Regions from separate parts of the Macaca mulatta genome. Here region 1 is linked to region 2. The links are chromatin contacts, called in public Hi-C maps. All regions are on one chromosome and are shown on one strand. The core of a region is the stretch at or near the end of the contact, and the rest is flanking DNA. Distances in the headings are between cores, read along the strand shown.

The links. A called contact is a pair of places that touch in the nucleus more often than the background predicts.
Region 1: a contact with region 2 is called in a Hi-C map of fetal cortex germinal zone, with 14 times the contacts expected there. The contact joins the enhancer-like site here to the promoter of WNT7A in region 2. A contact is called at or near these places in 8 of 14 Hi-C or Micro-C datasets (CD4 T cells, blood, cortical neurons and 4 more).

Annotation. Positions count from the first base shown.
Region 1 is chr2:152,507,141-152,511,626 of T2T-MMU8v2.0, reverse strand. No RefSeq gene overlaps it. Among named protein-coding and RNA genes, the nearest start is that of FBLN2, 130 kb to the right of the region's middle. Within about 2 kb of position 2,961, at least 13 of the 40 cell types and tissues checked have an H3K27ac peak or open chromatin away from gene starts, as enhancers often do. A contact at or near this core is called in fetal cortex germinal zone and fetal cortical plate, where this site is marked.
Region 2 is chr2:152,723,355-152,727,464 of T2T-MMU8v2.0, reverse strand. It overlaps WNT7A (Wnt family member 7A), which reads left to right and starts at 2,367. Exons shown (of 4, transcript NM_001265938.2): 1 at 2,367-2,623. The coding sequence starts at 2,553.

The DNA.
Region 1 (4,486 bases), core at 1,712-4,211, 220 kb after region 2:
AATAAAGACTTTTGGAAAAATAACTGCATGACCATTTCCACTAAATATCCCAACTTGTTCACCCCCATATGGCAGCTATGAGTAAAATTGGGAGACTTCTTCATAAGCTTGGGACCTGTCTTCCCAAGGTCTCAGTCCTGCCCACAGATGTACCAGCTCCTCCTAACCCTCCTGCCCCAGGACAACCCTGCAGAGAATTAGGCACAGCAGTGGGAATCCCCTCCAAGCGGAGCCACCCCATCTCCTAATAGAATGCTGTCTCCAGGGGTTGCTGTTCATCTCAGGGTCCACTGATGTGTCCGGAGCTGAGCACAGGAGTCAGAGAGCCCAGAGAACAAAGCAAAACTGGATGTCCCCTCCCTCATTGCAAGTATAGACCTTTGGTAATGTGGCCTGACAGACACAGTCATCCACTCAACAACTATATCTTCATCCTGCTCCATGTTGATACAGAGGGGTCTATAGAAATTAATCAGGCCTGGACATTGCTCATACAAGAGACATATGGGCTTGGCCCACTTCGTCCTACACACCTCTGTCTGGCCATGTGGCTTTGGGCAAGTCCCTTAGCCTCCTCTGCTTCAGTTCCATGTAGGTACAGTGTGAGGCTACTGAAGATGGTCACAAAGCCCCCATCTCACTGATGTCGAACCTGTCCCTGCTCTGAATCTGCACCTTCACAAACACCCCCACCTGGTGCACCTGCCTGCCCCCTCTCCAACTACTGTTCACCTGCCACTTGCTGCTCAGGGTGTGCAAGCCACAGCAGGGAAGAGGGATGGGTGGCTCAAGGGGACAGCCGGGGGCACCGAGGGCTGCCCTCCACCTGCCCAGCACCCTTCGAGGATGGCCTGACAGCTATTGTCATCACTCTCTTCTGGGAGGAAGGAGACAGCCGGCCCAGTTTCCCCATGAAAGCCTCCCTTGCTGTGTGACAAAGTAGAGAAGACTCCACATTTACTAAGCACCTGTGTGCTACACCCCATCCCTGGCGTGCCCCACATGAGAGGCAGCAGTGCCCGTTTTACAGATGGGGAGCCTAGGGCTCAAAGTGTTTTGCAACTGGCCCCTGCCACCTAGCTGGTTTGCATCTCCAAGGCCTCCGTCTTGGCCTGGCCCAGAGTTCACCACTATGACTCAATGTACTGGGGCCTCTCATTTTCCTTTTCTTCCCAGGAAGAGAAAATTTTGGACCAAATACTCTCTGCAGGGTAGATTCTGCTCTCTTTCTCGAGACCCTGAATCTCTGTGTCCAATGTAAGTCTCTGGGTTCCTGACCCTGTGAGTCTAATCCTCTGTAGCAAGTGATGGTAATCACCACTTCGGGTGCTGTGCTAGAGCTTAACTGCACCGAGTATCTAGTCCTTGCCACAACCGGATAGGACTGGTACCATCACTAGCCTCATCTCACAGGTGGGAAACCTAGGCACAGAGAAGTTAGGGGACTTGCCTGGAAAATGGCAGAGCTGGGATTTGAACCCAAGCCATCGGGTGCCTCATGGCTACACTGTACCAAAACTCTGAGGGCAGGGGTCCTGAATTCTGGCGCTGCGATTCCAAAGAAGCGATATTATAGATACCTAAGAGAGTGTCATCTCCTTAATGGAATGTTCCCGGGACTTCCTCCTCCTGCTCTCTGGGAAAGCCTTCAGGCCCAGAGAGGGATGGCACCTGTCTGTGCCTTCCAGAGAGGTGGCCCAAGGCGCCCTGTAGTCTCTGGCTATCTCTGGGCAGCCGCTCCCCTCGAAAGTGCGAGGGGGAGGCGGCTCCCTGGAGGAGGGGTCCCCCAGAGTTGGCTTGGCAGGTCCCTCCAACCCAGGTCCCGCTCACACAGGCACTAATGGCACTAACGGCACTAATGGCACTAACGGCACTAATGGGCAAAGCCAGGGCGGAGCGTCGAGGAGACCATTACGCGCCCCAGGGGCACAGGGCAGGCGGCCGGCGCGGATGGGTCTTGGGTGCGCCTGGGAGACCTTCAGGCCCCGCGCGTCCCCGGCGCCGCAGCAGCCCCTGGCGGCGGGCGACCTCTGGCGGCGGCCCTGGCCTTGGGCGCGGGCGGGCCCTTCCTGCCCAGCGGGACGCGCCGGGCGGCCAGGGCGCCGGGAAGAGGAAAAGGCGCTCAAGGCCCGGCCGGGAGCGGCTTGGGGACGGCCGCGGGCGGGCAAGGGCGGAAGGCGGCGGCCGGGCGGCAGCCAGCGGGAGGCACCGGCTCCTTGGCCGGCTGAGCCTCGCCACCTGCTGGAGGGAACCGTCACCACAGGGGCCTGGCGTCCCAGCCCCAACCCCGGGCCAGGGCGGCGGGTTGAGCCCGTCCAAGAGCCTAGTGGGCTGGAGAGCGATCGCCCGGGATCAGGGGCACTCCTGCTGCAGCGCCGTCCTGGGGATACCTGGGCAGGGGTTTGGCATCCCATCGCCCAGCTGTGCTCACGAGCAGGTCCCCTTTCCTGTATCGCCCGGCCCTAAGGGGCCTGAGGCAGACGGGATGTCTCCAGCTGTAGCCACGCCTGGAGCTGCCGTGTGTCACTCCCCGCCAAGCCCACATCCTACCCCAGAGGGCATGGGAGCAGGGAGGTGGCCCAGGCACTGGTTTGATCAAAGTAGAGCTGTGTGCAGAGGGAGTGTCAGGGCTAGGGGCGCAGAGGATGATGGGGGAACTGCCTAAAGCCACATGAGATGAGGACACGCTCCTGCTCCCCGTGCCCTGGGTCCTGATGCCCCTGACTTTCCACCCCTAGCTTGGAACACTCTGCCTTTTCATCATCCTCCTTACAATCTAGTGAAGCAAACTGCAAGCTGGGGGCTGGGGGCAGGACGGCCAGAGTAGGACCAAGTAGAGGCTACTGGCCCCTCAAGAAGCACACACTCCTCCGCAGAAGGGGGCCCCCAGAAAGCAGGCCCTGGGTCTAACAAAGGGAGGTGGATGCTGCCTCTGCTGGAGCCGCCTGCCTCTGTTTCCATGGCAACCCCACTTCCAGGACAAAGCAAAGGCTCAGCATTCCCAGGACACGTGAGCGGGCAGAGAGACGGCCTGGGCCTTATGGCACAGAAGGGGAAATTGAGGCCCAGAAGGGCAGCAACTTGCTGTCAGTCCCCAGGAGATGCCCCGGTTTCCCCCATCACAACAGCCATCATGCCAGAGTCTGTCTCCCAGGGGCCCCCAGATTATACTCCTCCGACTAAATATATAAAGCAATATCCACAAGTGAAAGTGCCTTGAAGACATCATACAAGAGGGAGGAGGCGGATGCCAGGCGTTGGGGAGGGTATTGTAGATATGGCAGTCAGGACAGGCCACTCTGATGAGGTGACATCTGAGGAGAGACCTGAGACACGGGAGGGAAGGAGATTTATGAACACTGGAGCCAACATGTGCCAGGCAGAGGAACCGCCAAGTGCAAAGGCCCCAAGGTGGGAATGGGCTCACCGAGCTGTGGACGTGGCAGAGAAAAGGGAAGGAGAGGAGGTTCAGGGGGCGGCAGTACCAGGACTCCGAGGGTCTCACAGGCCGCAGCAAGGAATGTGACTGTATCCTGGTGTGATGGAAACCATGGGGCTGGGAGCTGAGAACAGTCATTAGTCATAATGGCTCAGCCAGCTGTGAGGAGCAAGGTGGTGACAATGGAGGGTGAGGGGGTGGAGAGGAGAGGAGGCAGAGGCCACTGAGGAAGCGACTGCAGTGATGTGGGTGAGAGATGCAGGTAGTGGAAGCAGGCCGGGGCAGCAGAGGCAGGGGAAGAGGTGGGAAGGGGCGAGTGCTGGAGTGGGTGGACAGAGGGCTGTGCAAGACTCACCACTGGCTAGGAGGTGTGGGGAGGGGCAGGGGCCAGGCTGTCCAGGTTTCTAACTGAGCAACTGGGTGACCAAAGACACCATCTCCTGTGTATCCGCTGATCCAACTGGCCTTGCACCTCCTCCCACCCCCAGTTCTTTCCGCTACAACCCCTGGACTCAGATCACTGCCAGCAAACCCACTAAAACCAACTCTCCCCTTACCTCCTGCCCCTGGAGCCCCAGCCAGCGTTTAGGGCCCCCGCTAAGGAGGCGCTCTTTCAAGCCCCAGGCCTGGAGAGACGGTGTGCAAAGGATGGCCCAGCAAAGACCATGTGCACTGGCACTGGCAAGGGGAGCTCCCCAAAAGAAAATGGGGGACACTGCAGGCGGGCACATTAGCTGAGGTCCTGTGGACATGTGCTATCCTAGAGCCCCAAAGGGTGGCTACTAAGGCAATGCCATTTACAGTTGCGGAAACAGGCCCCAGGAGGCAAGATGTCCCAGCCAGCCGATGTCTCTCAGCTGGACAAAGACGCTAGCAGTGTTCACTTGGGACCTAATCTGCAGTGGCCTTCTGCCAACCCCCAACCCCGGCCCACCCCACACCCCAGCCAGCTCCCAGCCCTCAGGCTTTGCTGGGCCCCCTGCAGGGATGGCTAAGCACCAGACCGAGGGCGTGGGCCTGGTGACCAGGTCTGGGGGTGGGAACATC
Region 2 (4,110 bases), core at 1,118-3,617:
GACACGATGGTGGGGGTACCTTCACCCACATTTCTGGCACCTGAGCAAGGTGACTCCAGTGCTGAACTCACCTGGGACTATGGGCTGGAGCAAGCACAGGTGTCCTCTGCCTATGCCTGGGCTTCCTCACAGCCTGGTGGCCTCTAGGCCTCTACCATGGTGGCTCAGGGCCCCAGCACTGGTGCTCCAGCCAACAAAACAAAGACTGCATTGTCTTTTATCATGAAGACTTGTAATTTTGAGCATCACTTCTACTACATCTTATCGGTGGAAGCCGTCACAAGCTCACCCAGATTCACGCAGGGAGAGCACAGAGAACCCACTTCTTCATGGGAGGAGTGTCAAATAATTTTGTGGTCATGTTCTAAGAGCACCACCCTAACCCAAAACCACCAATGTCTCACCTGGATCCCCACTGTCATCTCCTCTCTGGTCTGCTTGACCGTGCACTTTACTCACCTGTTCCCATTCCCGCAGTGTGTTCCCACAGGACAGCTACAGGGAGCTTTTGAACACACAAATCAGATCAGTCACCCTCTTCTTCATCCTTCCAATGTCCCCAACTGAACACACCACTGAAATCCAAGCTCCTTGACGTGCCCACACAGCCTTGTGGATCTGCGTAGCCCATCTCCCTTCAAGCTCAGGCCTTCTCTCTCTCTCTATCATAGCCCACCATCTCCTCTCCGGGGCTTATGCCCACCCCTGAGCTTTTGCACCTGCCGGTACCCTTCTTGCAGTGCTGGACCCCTGATGCTGTGTCCTTCAGGCCTCAGCTCAAATGCCACCTCCTCAGATCTAAAATTAACCCTCCAACACCCAGTATTCCCTCTCCCATCACCCTGCTTAATGGTCTACTATCTGTAACTCCTGTTCTTGTTCACTTATGATCTGCCTCCTTCCTGGACCCAAGAGGAAAGACTCTAGCCTTTCTTTTTCCTTATGTCCACGGTGCCCACCATCGTGGTTGGCACAGAATATGGAATGTGAGTGAATGCCTGAATGGTGGCGCGCGTGTGTGTGTGTATGTGTAATTTAGAAAGGCAATCTTGAAGGATAGGCAAGCCTGGGTGCAGGAGATTACTACAGTTGGGCATACTTTGTTTCCCATATGGTTCTGCTACTCACTAGCTGTTGACTCTGGGCAAACACCTTCACCCTCTTGAGCCTCGGTGTCTTCAGCTGAAACCTGAGTTCAGATTTGCCAGACCCGGGCATAGGGACAGCAGGTCCAGCAGGAACACCAAGCCAGGATCACAGCCGCTCCCAGGGAGCTCAGTGCCTGGAGCCCGAGAGGAACACTCTCAGGAGGCGCAGGCACAGCCGCTCCTAGAGACTGGACATCCCCCAGGTGGCAGGCGGGACCGGTCCGTGCAAACAGGGAACAGGTACCCGGGGGAAGGACATTCGCTGGCAAAAACATAAACTGCCGCTCGGAGTCTTGGCACCACCCAATTTCCAGTGACACTTAGACTCCCCCTACTCACTGAATGGGGTGTACACCAAAGTAGGGGGTCAGCCCCCTGGGATAGGCCAGGGCACTTAAAGCTTTCTGTTCCCGGGAGCGAGGCCAAGGTGCACCACCCGCCGCGTCCGCCTGGTGTCGCCGCGAGCGTGCTCTGAGCGGCCAGCTGCGCCCCTCACACTCCCGCGGCTCAGGCGCCCCACTGCTGTTCCGCGCGGGGTGCCTGGGCCTCAGCCCGACTCCGTCTGTCGGCTAACAGCAGGATCCCAGAGAGGGCTGCCCAAGTATCTTCTGCCACCCCCTGCCACACCCTCGAATAGGTGGAGGTAGGGAAGAAATACGCTGAGCCAGTCCGCCAGTCGCTCCGCGAAAGGGGGCGCCCTTCCCTGAAGCTGGGGTTGGGGAACTGGGGTGTGCTCTGTCAGCCCCATTGCCCTGTTCCGGGCTTGAGCGAGCGGGGCAGCAGACCAAGGCACTAGGGCTCTCGGCCGAGTCTGGTCCACTCCACCCGAGGGCAGCCTCTCAACGCCCACTCGCCCTGCAACCTGCAAGTTAGTGACGGGTGAGGGACGAGCGGGCTCCTCCTGCCTCCAAACAGGCTGTGCTCGCTAGCCTCCCACCTGCACCCCAGAGCAGGGAGGGGGCCCCCGGGAGCGCGCATGGAAAGGCACAAGCGCGCGCCTGGTGCAGGCGGCCCTGTCCCGCGGGCGCAGGGGCGCGGGGCGGGCGCTCCGGGGAGGCGGGCGGGGGAGGGGGTGGGGGAGGGACGGGGGAAAGGAGGGAGGGGCGGGGGCGGGAGGCAGCAGCGCCCCCGCACTACCCGCGTCTCGCACACTTTGCACCGGTCGCTCGCACGCAGCCCGGCGTCGCCCCACGCCGCGCTCGCTCCTCCCTCCCTCCTCCCGCTCCGTGGCTCCCGCGCTCCTGGCGAGGCTCAGGCGCCGAGCGCGCAGACGGGCGCACGGACAGACGGCCCCGGGGACGCCTCGGCCCGCGCCTCCCGGGCGGGCTATGTTGATTGCCCCGCCGGGGCCGGCCCGCGGGATCAGCACAGCCCGGCCCGCGGCCCCGGCGGCCAACCGGGACTATGAACCGGAAAGCGCGGCGCTGCCTGGGCCACCTCTTTCTCAGCCTGGGCATGGTCTACCTCCGGATCGGGTAAGGGCTGCCTGCGCCCTTTCCGCGCGTGTCTTGGCAAAGTTGGCACGGCCCGGGGAGGGAGGTGTGCCGCCTGAGAGCCTCTGCCGGCCACCAACTTCCACAGCTTCTCTGAGAGGCCGGGTGGGTGCGGTGTGGGAGCGGTGGACGCACAAAGGCCCCCCGCAGGCGGACGCCCCAGGAGATATAGGCAGGGGGACTGGCCATCCTGAGGACTTCTGAGTCTGGAATCTCCCAGGACCAGAGACAGCCGGTAGGGACGCTCCAGCCTGAGGGAGTCTGGGGGAGGGCTAGCTGCTGCAAAGGTTCAGCCCATCCCGGGGACCCTTCGGACCCCGGCATAGGGACAGCAGGTCTAGCAGGAACATCAAGCCAGGTCCACAGCCGCTCTCGGGGAGCTCAGTCCCCGGAGCCCGAGAGGAACTCTCTCAGGAGGCGCGGCACAGCCGCTCCTACAGACTGAGCAGTCCCCAGGTGGCTGGCGGGGCCGGTCCGTGCAAACAGGGAACAGGTACCCAGGGGGAAGGACTTTCGCTGGCAAAAACATAAACTGCCGCTCGGAACCTTGGCACCACTCGATTTCCAGGGACCCTTAGACTCCCAGAGCCCCTTCCCGGGCCAAGGGGACAGCACGTCCCGCCCCCAACAAACACACACAAAGGTGGGACAAGAGGCGGCCCGAGACACCGAGGGAGACAAGCGCTAGAGAGAGGCGGGACACCCCGCCCCCTTGAACTGGGCAGCAGAGGCTGCCGGGCGCGCGAGCAGCCCTCTGGCTTCACCCAACGTTTCTGTGGAGGTGGTGCTCGGGGGCGCTCTGGCTGGAAGGTGGGAGGGGGCAGCTCGGGACGAGTCCTGGAGCTGCTTGTGCAAAGCCGGTCACTCTTTGTACTTAAGACATAACGCGTGTGAAGCTCGGAGCAGTGGGCGGCGGGGGGGCGAGGGGAGTCTAGGCATGGATAGAGGTTCTGGCGCTGAAGGGCCCGCTTGGTAGGTCTCGAACACCCTGCCCCTCCACCCCCCATCAGTGAACCCCCTACCGCCCCTTTTGAGGAGCGGTGGACCGCAGGGGCTGCGGCTAGGGGGTGTGTGTGAGGATCCTTTGTGTTTTGTCACTACTACCCCCCTACCCCGTCACTTCCCCAGTCCACGTCTCTGGAGCGGGGATTTCGCAAGTTGTCGGGCTGCTGCCGCGAGCAGGTGCGTGCAGAGCAGACCAGGGGCCGCCAGCCCGACCAGCGGCGAAGAGGCGGCTACGGGGCTCGCGCCAGTACCGCCAGCCTGCCGGTGTGTTTTAAGTGTTATTGATTCGCCCGCGTCTGGGTGGCTTTTCTTTTTTCCCCTGCTTTAATCTTCATCTTGGCCCGAGCCCCGCCGCCCCGCCGCGCCGCGCACATCCAGCATCCAGGAAGCCGGTCAGGCCGATTGGCTGGGACCGCGTGTGGCTTTATCTCCTTTTTAATTAGAAACGGGGAGGAGGGACCCGG